Linked DNA regions of Pan troglodytes: region 2 is linked to region 1. A link is a contact called in public Hi-C data. All regions are on one chromosome and are shown on one strand. The core of a region is the stretch at or near the end of the contact, and the rest is flanking DNA. Distances in the headings are between cores, read along the strand shown.

Region 1 (3,109 bases), core at 257-2,756:
CTGAGCATGGTGGCTCATGCCTGTAATCCCAGCACTTTGGGAGGCTGAGATGAGAGGGGATCCCTTGGGCCCAGGAGCTTGAGACCAGCCTTGGCAACAAAGTGAGACCCTCATCTCTACAAAATTTTTTTTAATTAGCTGGGCATGGCAGCATGCATCTGTAGTCCCAGTTATTCAGGAGGCTGAGGCAGGAGGATTACTTGAGCCCAGAAGGTCAAGATTGCAGTGAGCCACGTTCATACCACTGCACTCCAGCCTGGGTAACAGACCGAGGCCTCAAAAACAAACAAACCAAACCCCCAAAATTCACTTAAGCAAACAGAAAAGTAAAATTCACTTTCCCTCAAGAAATAACTTGCTTTAAGAATATCAAAGGAGAGAGAAGAGACAAACGTCCCATATACAGAAGAATTCCAAATAATTTACGTAGCTACTCCATCCTCAAGGAGGTAGAATAAAACTCCCTGCTCCTCAAGTGTGTGCTGTGCATAGCAGCTTCTTTCCAAAGAGAACACGGCGGAGATTGGAGCAGGGAAAGGATCACCTTATAGCAGAGAAACCAGACAAGCGCTGCCTCTACCAGGTGGTCAAGGTCAACACCAACAGTCCTAAATCATGTTGACAATATTATCCCTTGATATGATGTGATGAGAACAGCACTTTAACTCCGGGACTCCTTCCCCAAAACCCGTAACTCCATTCTAATCATGAGAAAAACATCAGACAAATGCCAATAGGAGAAGCCTACAAAATACCCAACCAGTACTCCTCAAAACTGCCATATTCATCAAAAACAAGGAAAGTCTGAGAAACAACGCTACAGCTAAGAGGAGCCTAAGGGAACATAACTAAATATAATGTGCTATCCTGAATAGGATGCCACAGTAGAAAGCAGACGTTAGATAAAAACCAAGAATCTGAATCAAGCACAGACTTTAGTTTAAGAATAACATATCAGTATCGGTTCATCAGTTGTAACAAATGTACCACACTAATACAAGATAATGGGGAAGTTGGGTGGGAATTACATGGGAATGCTCTAAACTATCTTCTCAATATTCCTGTAAACTCAAAACTGTTCTAAAAATTAAGGTCCATTTTTAAAAAATCAACCACAAGTTACAGTACAAATTACATAAAAGAAACAACTTACCAGATGTCACTGAACAGAAAAAAAAAAAAAAAAAAGTTCTGGTTTAGTTACAGGAGTCCACAGAGGAGATGGTGGCAGCTTCTCCTTGGTTCAGGTATTTGGAACCAGCTGGGGTACGTAGCCCTTTGGGCCACAATCACAAAGCCACGTTTACATAGCAGAAGTGAAACTGACTTGCCATCAGGGAGCTATTTACCATGGTCTCCTCCCACAGATACTGATTTATTCTGTCTTCTTTCACTTAAATCTAAATTCGCCAGGCGCGGTGGCTCACTCCTGTAATCCCAGCACTTTGGGAGGCCGAGGCAGGCAGATCACTTGAGGTCAGGAGTACAACAGCAGCCTGGCCAAAATGGTGAAACCTTGACTCTACTAAAAATACAAAAAAAAAAAAAAAAAAATCAGCCAGGCGTGGTGGCAGAACCCTGTAGTCCCAGCTACTCAGGAGGCTGAAGCAAGAGAATCACTTGAGCCTGGGAGGTGGAGGTTGCAGTGAGCCGAGATCGCGCCACTGCACTCCAGCCTGGGTGACGGAGCAAGACTACATCTGGAAAAAAAAAAAAATCTAAATGGTACATGAAACGGGGATCTTGCATCCCTCTCTGCCATGTTCCTACAAGTAGACAGATCTGTCTTTTTTCCTTTCCAAATGCATCACTGCATCCTTCCACAGCATCTTTTCTCTGAGGGTGAACACTATTCAGATGACTGGTTCACTGGAGCAGACAGGAAAAATGCCCCAGTTCCAAGACAGACAAAGCACTGGCTCCCCGACACCCAACTATAAGACATGACTGGGAGAGATGGAGGATATGAGATAATAAATATAAAGTTATTCTTGACCCAAAGTCTTAAAATTCACCAAAAATAACATTTGCCAAAAATAAAACAACATTGGATTGTTTGAGTGTAGAAATGAGTGATATACTGCTTTACACCTCTTTCTGGAACTTAAATTTTAAATCCGTATATTTTTATGTCTTTATTTAGTTAGAGACAAGGTCTTGCTCTGTCACCCAGCCTGGAGTGCAGTGGCGTGATCATAGCTCACCACAGCCTCGACCTCCCAGGCTCAAGCCATCCTCCCACCTCAGCCTCCTGGGTAGCTGGGACCACGGTCATGCTCCATCACGCCCATCTAATTTTAAATTCATATTTTTAATAAACCCAGAAAACAAAAATTTGAAAGTGCTGCCCAGGAGAGAAGAAAATAAAACCCACTCCACTTTGCTGTGTCTGGCAACCCAAACCATCACATCACATACAGGGAAAAAGTTGTCCCTTGAACCCTCAGCTTCAGGGTGTGTGTTACCTTTTTTTTTTTTTTTTTGTGAGACACAGTCTTGCTCTGTCACCCAGGCTAGAGTGCAGTGGCGCCGTCTCAGCTCACTGCAACCTCCGTCTTCTGGGTTCAAGAGATTTTCCTGCCTCAGCCTCCTGAGTAGCTGGGACTACAGGGGTGCGTCACCATGCCTGACTTTTTTTTTTTTTAATTTTAGTAGATACAGGGTTTCACCACGTTTGCCAGGCTGGTCTCGAACTCCTGACCTCATGTGATCCGCCCACCTCGGCCTCCCAAAGTGCTGGGATTACAGGTATGAGCTACTGTGCTGGGCCAAGGGTGTATGTTACCTTTAAAGGCCAACTCAGTCATTACCAAGACAACCCTCAGTACTCTAGGTATGTATTTAGTCTGAAGAGGGGATTCAGAAGGTAAAGAGGTCAGAACAGGGAAAGAATTGAAGATAAATGTTTAGACTGTGGTCTTAAAAACTGCTTTGAACTTTTGGCAAGATGACGTCCCTCCTCCATAAGAAAACCACAGAAACACCAGTCTAAAGTTCAGAACAAAGAAAGTCAGCACAAATGCCATCCTGGATGCTGAGTCTTATACTGATCTCTCTAGGCAAAATCACCCCTTACGCTTACATTCATGTCACGTGTGCTCAGCTCTCC
Region 2 (3,268 bases), core at 598-3,097, 330 kb after region 1:
CACTTCAGCCTGGGTAACAGAATGAGACCCTGTCTCAAAAAACAAAAAAAGAAAAAGAAAAAAATAATAATAAAATAAGGCTTTTGCCAGCTTAATAAGGAAGGTTTGAGACACAGACCAGCAAAGGAAGGCTCATGTCCTCTGCATGGTAGAGTCTGGCTTCTTTGAAGGCAGCCTTTTACTGCTCTGTCCCTGTCACACTACAAAGGATCAGATGTTCAGCCTATGTAAATCCATAAGAAGGACAATTTATCAGGCTGGGTGCAGTGGCTCATGCCTGTAATCCCAACACTTTGGGAGGCTGAGGCAGGAGAATGGCTTGAGTCCTGGAGTTTGAGACCAGCCTGGGCCACATAGTGAGACCCGGTCTCTACCAATTTTTTCTTTTTTTTTAATTAGTGTGGTGTGGTGGTGCCTGCGGTCCCAGCTACTTGGGAGACTGAGGCTGAAGGATCTCTTGAGCCCAGGAGGTCAAGGCTGCAGTGAGCTGTGATTGCGCCATTGCAATCCAACCTGAGTGACAGAGCAAGACTCTGTCTCAAAACAAAACAAAACAAAACGAAAAGGAGCAACCATTCTGAGAAGCCAAGGGTCAGAAGCCTGGGCTTGGCCTGCAGGCGATGATATGTTATCTGCTCCCATAAGCGACAGGAGCTGGCTCTGAAGCTAGAACCGAAGAAACAGCCAGTGACCAGAGGCTGCTTGTTCTACAAGAAAGAGCACTGTCCTAGCCTTGGGGACACAACTAGCAGAGTGACCAGAGCAAACCATCCATAAAATTATGACCAGGCCAGGCGCAGTGGCTCAGGCCTGTAATCCCAGGCTGAGGCAGGCGGATCACTTGAGGTCAGGAGTTCGGGATCAGCCTGGCCAACATGGTGAAACCCCGTCTCTACTAGGCATAGTGGCACACGCCTGTAGTCCCAGCTACTTGGGAGGCTGAGGCAGGAGAATCACTTGAACCCCAGGGAGGGGGCAGAGATTGGGCCACTGCCCAATTTTATATATATATAAAACTAGACAGTGGATAGAAAACCCTATCTTAAAAAAAAAAAAGAACTTTAAAAGTATTTGTATCATTTGATCCTTTAAAAAAATGAAAATGATTACATTTTGGTACAGCTGTACAATGTTAACATCGAACCATTAAACATATTTATGATGTGTTTAAGGAAATGGGAATGTTTCTAAGATATTAAGTACAAAAAGCAAGACACTAATGACTTGCACAGAATGAACAAGTCTGTAAAGAGAAATAGAGCAAAACGTGAAGAAATATCCCACTAGGTAAAGTGTTTGCTTCGGGTGGTGGAATTATGGGTGCGTTTCTGCGGGGTTTTTTTTGTTGGGGGGGGGCTAATTATTTACACTTTTCTGTATTTGCCACAGTGTATACACTAAGCACATATTACTTTTATTATAAGGCGGCGGGAGGAGGTTGAAAACGATCTCCAATATCCTCGGTTTCCTTCCCAATCCTTTGCATCAGGTTGATTTCCTCCAGGCCCCTTCCTGAAAGTTCTGCAGGTGACGCAGCCCCGCGCCGGCCGCCGCCGGGAAGATTCGAGAGGCCATCGGCCAGGGAGCGGCGGCGTCGGGTTTCCGCGCTGCTCCCCCCACTGCGAGTGCGGACGAGGATGCCGGGCCGCGTCTGTCCTGCGGCTCGCTGGGGCCCGGCAGCCCCTCTGCAGCGCGGTGCGAGTTCCTGGAAAGGCTACGTTTGCGCTCCCCGGCCCTGCCCTCGAGGCGGGAACAACCCGCGGCTTCAGCCCGGCGTCCCCCTCCTGCTCGGTCCTCAACCCCGGCTGCGGCCGGCGGAAGCGCCCGGGCCTGGGAGGGAGAGGGAGGCACCTCCCTGCCGGCTCAACCCCCTGGGCAAGGGGCCGGGAGGGCGCGGCTGGGACGTGCCCGGGCCCACGAAGGCCTCCGCCCCACCCCTGCGCGCCGCCTGCAGGGGAGACGGGGCAGGGCGCCCCCCGCCTCCCAGGCCGCTCGCTGCAGGCCGCCGGCCGTGCGCAGGGGACCCGGCAAGGGGGCAGGCCGTGCCTGCGGCCGCAACGCTCGGGTCTCGCTGCCGGCGGCTGGACCGGCCCCTTTGTCCCGTAGTCCTGCTCCGCCGGGGATCCTGGGGAGCCAAACCGAGCGCGCGCGCTGGCATCTGTGTGGACAGCGGGGGAGGCTGCCCGGTCTGATCCGTTGGCGCGCGCCCTGGCACGGCGTCCCCACGGCCTCTCCGGGGCCCGATCCCCGGCAGGCCTGAGCACTGAGCACTGCACCCGGTTTTCTTTGGGCTCGTGGCTCGTCCTCGGCCTGCTGCGGCCCCCTCCTTGCCCTGGCTTTGTTTTTCTTTTTCTTTCTTTCTTTTTCTTTTTCTTTTCTTTTCTTTCTTTCTTTTTTTTTTTTTTTTTTTTTTTTTTTTGAGACAGGGTGCTGTGTGGCCCAGGCTGGGGGGCGGTGGCGTGACAACGGCTCACTGCAGCCCTAAGCTCCCAGGTTCAAGCGATCCAGCTGCCCCAGCCTCCTGAGTAGCTGGGACTCACATGCGCGCCACCACACCCAACTAATTTTTGAAAAAACTTTTTTTAGAGACAGGTTCCTGCTATGGGGCTTGCCCAAGCTGGTCTTGAACTCCTGGGCTCAAGCGATCCTCCTGCCTCAGCCTCCTAAAGGGCTGGGATTACAGGCATGAGTCACCGCGCCCGGCCAACCCCACTGTTTTTCTACCTCAGCTTCTTTGTCTAAGTCTGATCCACCAAAGGCCTTGGGCCCATCTTTCACCTCTATCTGTAAACCCATCCCTGCCAGCCCCGCACTCTGCCCGGCAGACACACATGCCCGAGGCGAAATCCAAGTTTACTTCCACTTTGACGGTAGGACAAGATCCTGCCCTCTCACTGTCACCCCGAAATATTCCCAAAGGCAAGAAGAGTTGACTCTTGCTCTATTACCCTGGGCCCGCTGCTGCGTAATTTGCAGGGGCCAGTGAAAAATGAAATTGAGCAGAGACGGAGCCACTGCATTCCAGCCTGGGTAAGAGAGCTAGACGCTGTCTCAAATAGAGACAGGGTCTCACTCTGTCGCCCAGGCTGGAGTGTGGTAGCATGACTGTGGCTCACTGCAGCCTCTACCTCCCATGCTCAAGAGATTCTCCTACCTCAGCCTCCCGAGTAGCTGGGATGACAGGTGTGAACCACCACCCCTGGCTAATTTTTTTTTTTTTTTTTTTTTTTTTTTGTAGAAATTGGGCCTTCCTATGTTGCCCAGGCTG

Evidence for each region. A called contact is a pair of places that touch in the nucleus more often than the background predicts.
Region 2: a Hi-C map of induced pluripotent stem cells shows a contact between it and region 1, with 2.6 times the contacts expected there. The contact joins the enhancer-like site here to the promoter of NUGGC in region 1. A contact is called at or near these places in 2 of 7 Hi-C or Micro-C datasets (induced pluripotent stem cells and stem cell-derived neural progenitor cells) and 1 of 1 datasets of contacts at active chromatin or transcription factors (stem cell-derived excitatory neurons).

What each region holds. Positions count from the first base shown.
Region 1 is chr7:36,436,246-36,439,354 of NHGRI_mPanTro3-v2.0_pri, forward strand. It overlaps NUGGC (nuclear GTPase, germinal center associated), which reads right to left and starts at 1,507. Exons shown (of 19, transcript XM_519681.8): 1 at 1,154-1,507.
Region 2 is chr7:36,766,529-36,769,796 of NHGRI_mPanTro3-v2.0_pri, forward strand. No RefSeq gene overlaps it. Among named protein-coding and RNA genes, the nearest start is that of ZNF395, 25 kb to the left of the region's middle. Within about 2 kb of position 1,848, at least 16 of the 24 cell types and tissues checked have an H3K27ac peak or open chromatin away from gene starts, as enhancers often do. A contact at or near this core is called in induced pluripotent stem cells and stem cell-derived neural progenitor cells, where this site is marked.